Regions from separate parts of the Pan troglodytes genome. Here region 1 is linked to region 2. The links are chromatin contacts, called in public Hi-C maps. All regions are on one chromosome and are shown on one strand. Each heading gives the region's core, a stretch centred on a gene start, on an enhancer-like site or on the middle of the called end of the contact. The rest is flanking DNA. Distances are from core to core; before and after follow the strand shown.

The links. Hi-C and Micro-C count contacts between places; a contact is called where the count stands out from the background.
Region 1: a Hi-C map of stem cell-derived neural progenitor cells shows a contact between it and region 2, with 6 times the contacts expected there. The contact joins two enhancer-like sites. A contact is called at or near these places in 5 of 7 Hi-C or Micro-C datasets (blood, induced pluripotent stem cells, a lymphoblastoid cell line and 1 more), 1 of 1 datasets of contacts at active chromatin or transcription factors (stem cell-derived excitatory neurons) and 1 of 1 other capture datasets (stem cell-derived neural stem cells).

What each region holds. Positions count from the first base shown.
Region 1 is chr19:38,611,858-38,614,970 of NHGRI_mPanTro3-v2.0_pri, reverse strand. SEZ6 (seizure related 6 homolog) reads right to left here. Exons shown (of 17, transcript XM_511368.6): 4 at 3,094-3,113. Among named protein-coding and RNA genes, the nearest start is that of PHF12, 17 kb to the left of the region's middle. Within about 2 kb of position 1,755, at least 9 of the 24 cell types and tissues checked have an H3K27ac peak or open chromatin away from gene starts, as enhancers often do. A contact at or near this core is called in stem cell-derived neural progenitor cells, where this site is marked.
Region 2 is chr19:38,468,266-38,471,658 of NHGRI_mPanTro3-v2.0_pri, reverse strand. MYO18A (myosin XVIIIA) reads right to left here. Exons shown (of 48, transcript XM_063798795.1): 21 at 1,705-1,846; 22 at 1,407-1,566; 23 at 384-570; 24 at 1-49. Among named protein-coding and RNA genes, the nearest start is that of PIPOX, 69 kb to the left of the region's middle. Within about 2 kb of position 1,983, at least 4 of the 24 cell types and tissues checked have an H3K27ac peak or open chromatin away from gene starts, as enhancers often do. A contact at or near this core is called in stem cell-derived neural progenitor cells, where this site is marked.

The sequences.
Region 1 (3,113 bases), core at 506-3,005, 140 kb before region 2:
GCAGCCCCACTGATGGTATCAGGTAAATGGGAGAAGAGGTCCATGCAAGGCCTCTGTTCCTGGGTGCCTTTGTGTGAATAGAAAAATGGGCCCTCTTTCTTCCCCCCATTAAGAAGAAAAAGAAAAAGAGGCTGTCTCAGGGCAGACCAGGGTCCAGAAATTTGAGTTTTATGACTTTCACCTGTCCTGTTACTATGTCTGTGAAAGTGGGAGGAGAATTCCTCCTCTTCTGTCTCTCACGGGGCTCTGGAGAGAATGGTCGGTAAGTGGCTAGTTGTGCTTGGCAGGCAGTACAGGGCAGTGCTTAGCAGGTGGGCTGTGGGTCAGACTGCCTGGGTTTGAATGCAGGCTTCTTCCCTACGTGCTGTGCCACCGTGGGCAAGTTACCTAAATTCTCTGTGCCTCAGTTGCCTCATTTATCCACCCATTTTCAGTATTACATCCAAGGTTGTGGAGGTTAAGTGAGAAGACATATGTGCAGTTCCTGAACAAATGCCTAAGACATCAGCCTGCTGTTATTGTTTGTAATCTTGATTAATAATAGCACCTCACATCTGCATGTACTTTCCAGATTCTAAAATGCCTTCACACTCTTCTTTCTTGATGTCTACAATATGCTTGGGAGAAAGGCAGGCAAGGTAGGAGCTATGAGCCCATTTTCAGATGAGAACAGGTTCAGAGAGACCCTGTGCCCTCATCACACAGCAAGGAAGTACTAGACCAGGAACTTGAAGCTCCTGGGCTCTGAAGCCTTCTTGCTTTCCACCACCACCCCACCTGCTTCCCCATTTGAAGTAGAAACTTGGGTTCAGGGGTCAGAGAAATCTGAGAGTAACAGACAAGCCTGCTCTGGGTGGTTGTCCAGGGCAGCCACTCACAGTGACCTGGGGAGAGATCCCAGGCCAGGATGGGACGAAGAAAGGGGTGTGGGGCACCACGCCCAGAGTGGAGGAGGTTAAGAGGTTAACTGACGCCTAGTGGGGTCTAGACCATGAGCCAGGCTCCGGCCCAGCATTTCCCCTTACATCTTCCCCTTTGAGTTCTTATCACCACTCTAGTAAGGGAGGGCCCTCGTTTCACAGATGAGGAAACTGGGCTGGAATGGGGTGGAACTGGGCTGGAACTGTAGGAGGCTGGGGGCAGACAATGAAGCCCCCAGACTCCATAGTAGTTAAAGTATCACTTCCCAGGATGAGCTTCCTCCTGTTGCCATGACAACCGTTCCCGGGGAGCCTGAACCACTGCAATCTGTTGAGTTATTTTCTCACTGGAGTCTGTTTCTGGAGCCAAGTCCAGTGCCAGGAATGCTGAGGATGGAGGAGGGGGATGTCTGTCAGGGCCGTCTGCCTCCCCACCCTGCCTGAGGCTGTTGGAGGGGAGTTGGAACTTGGTCTTGCGATAAGGCCCTTGTGAGGGCTCATCCTTGTGACCTCCAACATCAGCTTGGACAGCTCCAGCACAGGTGTGGGTACTAGGCCCCTCACCCCCTCTTCTGGCACCCTCTTTCTCTAGCCCACGGAGATTTGCGTGTGAGCACACGCTCCTCCTGTTCCCATCTCTGGGATCAGGGCTAATTACAGCCTATAATTAGGGGAATTACACTCATTAAGGCAAGAGCTGATCATTGACAAAAACTGGGCTGACGAGGGAGGGCTTCTGGGAGCTGAGAAGGAGGCAGGACCAGGCCAGCTCTTCCAGCCCTTCCTTGGAGGTTGCTCCCCCTTGCTGGGCCTCCAGCTCACTGCCATTCAGCCACCTTTGTCTGGCCCGACAGAGAGGAGGTCCGGAGTTTTGTGCAAAGGAATTTGCAGCAAGAGAGAAGGTTATCATGGCGTGAAATTATGCCTGCTGCCAGGGAGGATTGATGAGCCATTAGGGAGGCTAGCTGGGCCGCCTAGACGTTTCACCCTTGCCTCAGCTGGCCCCTTGCCTCTGCCAAGCCACTCTACAGCCCCATCCACTTCCAGGCTCCCAGACTGCTCCCTTAGTTTGGGTGGAGGGGTGAGGGTAGGGTGAGTGCTCCTTAGGTGGGGTTCCAAGCAGCCCCATCTCCAGAGTGCTGGCTTTTCTGCCCGGCTGTGGTCCCCTGCAGGACCGCGGAAGTGGTCCATGACAATGCAAGACAATCCCTTGATTGTTCACACCAATTATTTCCCTATTAGTTCTCCCTAGTCTCAACTAGTTAACCCATGCAAAGGATCGAGCTGACTTTGTGCTCAGAGAGGGGGATGGGTAGGAGGGACACAGCTGAGACAGCGGCAAAGTCCTGAGCCCCTTTTCCTCCCTCTCCCATCCTGCCAGTCATGTAATACTGGTTTCCTTAATGAAGCATGTGCTAAGCACTTGACATGTACCATTTTGCTTAATCCTAACCATGACTTTGTGGGGTAGGTGTTTTGGTTTCATATTACAGCAGAAGGGTCAGAGAGATCAAATGACTTGTCCAAGGTCAACAGCCAATGAGGAGATTCAAACACAGATCTGCCCATTGCCTGAGTCTGTGATTTTTTTTCATTACATCATGCTGCTCCCTTATTTCCAGAGGTGTTCTGAGCTGATTGGGGCATGGGCCAGGTCAAGGTGGGTGAGGCAGTTCAGGAAGGGCAGTCTGGCAGCTAAGCAGATGGTCATTGTCAGATCCCTTTGACCTTCACCCTCTTGCATTTGGGGAGGGCTTCTATTGTTATTGCCTGTTTAAGTGTCTGCCTCCTCCTGAGAAAGAACTCCTTGAGGACAAGGACCTTGGTGCATCCTGACATTGCCAGTGTCCAGCACAAGCCTGGCAAAGAGCAGGTGCTAGGAAAAGTTTGCTGAATGAATGAATGAGGGACAACGGGCACACCTAGAGGCTACCTGATCCTGAGTCAAGACCAGCTCTCTGCAGGGTGGTGGGTGGAAGAGAGAAGATCCTGGAGGTTTCAGATACGCGATACTTACCTCCAATTGTCCAGAGCTTCACTGGACATTTGTGCTATGTGTCACTAGCCCCTCTCTGCTCCTTCCCTCTAGGATGTAATTGCACAGAGACCCCCCTCCCCAGCAAGGAGGGCAGCGAGTCTGGGCTGGTTCCACCTTCAACTACCCAGGCCTTACCTTGGTAATGGAAATGGAAG
Region 2 (3,393 bases), core at 734-3,233:
AGTGCACAAAATGCAGCTTTGACTTCTTGATGGTGTCGATGAGGGCGTCCTGCCGAGGGGAAGGGACTGCCCTCAGTGGGCTCTGATGGCCTGTGCTCAGAAGAGCAGGGACTGGTGCCAGCGTCTCCACTGCTCACGGGGTAGCAGGGGCCCCAGCACCAGCCAGGACATGCTAAACCTGGACAACTCTGCCCTCGCCGGGCCTGGGTGGCCACTCACAGGTGGCAGCACTGAAAAGAAGACCCCCACCAGCAGCCATTGAGTCACAGTGGGACGCTGAGTGGGCACCAGATGGCCTCAGTGTGCTCGGAGTCCCCAGGCCTGCCTACCAGGGGTAAGGAAGGGTCCCCAGGCCTGCCTGCTGGGGCCCGGCTGGCACTCACCACCTGTAGCTTCATCTGGATGCACAGTGACTTCTTTTTGACAGCCGCCATGCCTGTGGTAAAGGTTTTCCGCATGCTGGTGGCCCGGCGCAGTGCCAGCTGCGAGCCGCCCTCCAGGCCCGCGATGGAGCCAGAGAGCACCGTGGCACTGCCTGCGCGGCCCAGAAACAGGTTGCTGATGATTTTTCTGCCAGAGGTGGGAGGATAAGGGAGGAAAAGCAGTCACATCGATGGAGTGGGAAAGGCCGCTCCTCCCCCAAGGCCCCAGAACACTAAACAGTCCCATTCAGCCACGTCCAGGGGCCTGGCTACCTGAACTGCATGCCCCACACCCTACAGAGAAACAAACTGTGGAGAAATTTTCAAACAGTAAGGAGAGAAAGCCAGAGGTGGGCAGAAGCCAAGGGGTGGACAGGAATCGGACAGAGGGGAGCAATCTACTCATCTACTTCCCCTAACCAGGGAGGGCAAAGGTGTGGAAGAGTTTCCAATGTGACAGGAGGGGTTAGGGTTCAACATCTTCTAACATACGATATAATTTATTTATTATGTTTATTGTTCATTATCTGTCTCTCCCATTAGAATGTAAATTCCACAAGGGCAGGGAGTTCAGTTTTGTTCACTATTATCTGCCAAGCACCTAGAAGCCCCCGTCGCAGGGTAGGTGCCCACTAACCATCTTCTGAAGAGTAGAACGGATGACAGGGCCCGTGGGGCTGGGGGTTCTAAGGCCGCTCAGGGCCTATGGGGCTGGGGGTTTCTAAGGCCACTCCTGCCTTCTTTGACTTGAGGGTGTTCTTCACATTTAAACCATAGGCTCTCCCACCATGTCTGCCTCCCACCTCTACTTCAAGAGGCCCCTCAAGCTCCTCAAGGCCAAGTGCCCTGGGCTGTTGCCTCTCAGGAATAAAGGCCATCTACTTTGCTAGTGAGGGGGCCTCTGAGACAACCCCAGGGGGAGGGAGCCCCAAAATCAAAACAGTCCTGGGTACAGGACAGGGGCAGAGGGAGTGGTGGTCTTACTTCTGGGAGTCCTGCAGGAGCCGGGGGGCATTCTGGGTGGCTGGGTTCTGCTTGGTGTAGTTCAGCCAGCCAGTCACATTGTACTCTACCCAGTTGGTGCCATGGCTGTGGCCCAGGAGAAAGTGGTGTGGTTTGCTGCTGTGCAGAAGGGGGCTTTGGCCTGACGGTGGGAGAAGCAAGATTTAGGTTGTCAGGGTACAGGCACAAAGTGACCCCCGCCCCCTCCCAGGGAGTGCCACCTGGACCCACCTGTATGTAAGAGGAAGCAGAGGAGCTACCCTCTAGGGATGCCACCTACCTTTTTTGTCACCTTCCTGGGGGCCATAATAGGAGAAAAGGCGCTCCAGGAGGGCGTCCTCACTGGCCCCTGGCACCAGAGCCTCCTCTTCCAATAGCCAGAGCAGGCCCCTCGCCTCGTCTGTGCGGGCCAGCGAGCGGACCTACAGAGAAGGAAGGAAATCCTTCCTTGTCATATGGAGCTGTGGGAAAGGGGCCAGGGTGGTGCCGGGCCCAAACACACCCTACAGAATGCTACACACGTGCACACATGCACACACGCACACGCCGCAGCTCCTGCCGCTCACTGCTGACACCTTGTGGAGGAAGCGGGCAGCCCGGGGAAAGGGGAGCCAAGAAAGTGAGCAGAGGGAAGCCCACAGCAAAAGAGGGTGCTTAGCACTCCAGTCCAAAGTCACCAAAGACTGCAGCCTTCCTGCTGGCCCGAGCCCGCGCCCCGAGGCACTCCTCCACCCTCGTCCCCTCGGAGGTCACCAGGGACTTGGATGAACCCCACATTGCTCTCACTCCCTGGCAGTGGGATAAAGTCTGGAAGGCCCTGAGCACAAGAGTTGGCCCTAAGGAAGCTGTCAGTAAGTGACAGCTGTGAGGTTAATCCTGGTCTCTGAAAGGAGAGAACCCAGAGGGGGCTCAGATGGCTGCCGGTGGGATCACTGCAGGGTCACTCAAGGGCCAAAAGAAGACAGGTGACTTAACGGACGTGGCAGCCAAAACGGGTAGAGGCTGGGGCAAGCTAGAGAGCAGGTATCCCTATCCAAAGGGAAAAACCACCACTGAGCTGCAGCCAACTGCTCTCCTGGAAGAACACTGGCCTAGCATTGATAAACCCTCTGGTTCTTCAAGAGAAGGTAGAAATATCTAATTCCAATTTCAAATATCCCATGAAGGCCAAACAAACTAGGCCTGTGGCCACATCTGGCCTGAAGGTGCCTTTTCTGTGGAGTTCCTGCATCTCTCTTGGGCAGGAAGGATGGAACCTTCCCCACACCCTATTCTGGCCTGGCCTTCAGGGGCTGAAGGAAAAAAGAAGTGAGAAAAGGGCCATTTTTCCTCTCTTTGACCCCAGCTGCCTGCATCTCCTCCCGGCAGATGCCCAAGGGAGTTGGCGTGATTACCAGAAGGAAGCAGAATGTGGCCAAAGGCCAAGGCAACTCTAGTGGCAGGAACCGAGTAGTAGGAACGAGCAATGAAGCAATGAGATGGGAAGACAGGCTTGGCACCGAGGGCCCCTTCCCCAGGGGTGCAGCCGCCCCATGCCAAGGTCCATTAGTCAGGAGAGACCACAGAAGAGAAAGGAGAGCCAAGCTCTTCCCACATGCTGTCTGACTCCTGCTGCTCATGCTGACATCCCCCCTCTCCCGGGAACCTCAGAACGGTTCTGAGTGAGGCCACCATAGGAGCCCAGGTGTCAGGAAAAGAAAATTCACTTCCCTGGGGAGATGCGGTGCTTGGGCACTTTAAACATCTGTCCCCGGGGGGATACTCACTCTTTCGCAGCCCCACCACTTGTGCAAGCCAAGCAGGGCCTCATGGCAGAGAAGAGGGAGGGAGAGGTAGGAATCAAAGCAGAGCAGGGAGGTCGGCAGCCTCGCAAAAATGCCAGTTCTCCAATAAAGCACCTTATGCAATTTCCCTAATGGCGGACAATCGCCAAATGCCAAGAGTTTGCTAGGCCAGCCAGTCCCCCACC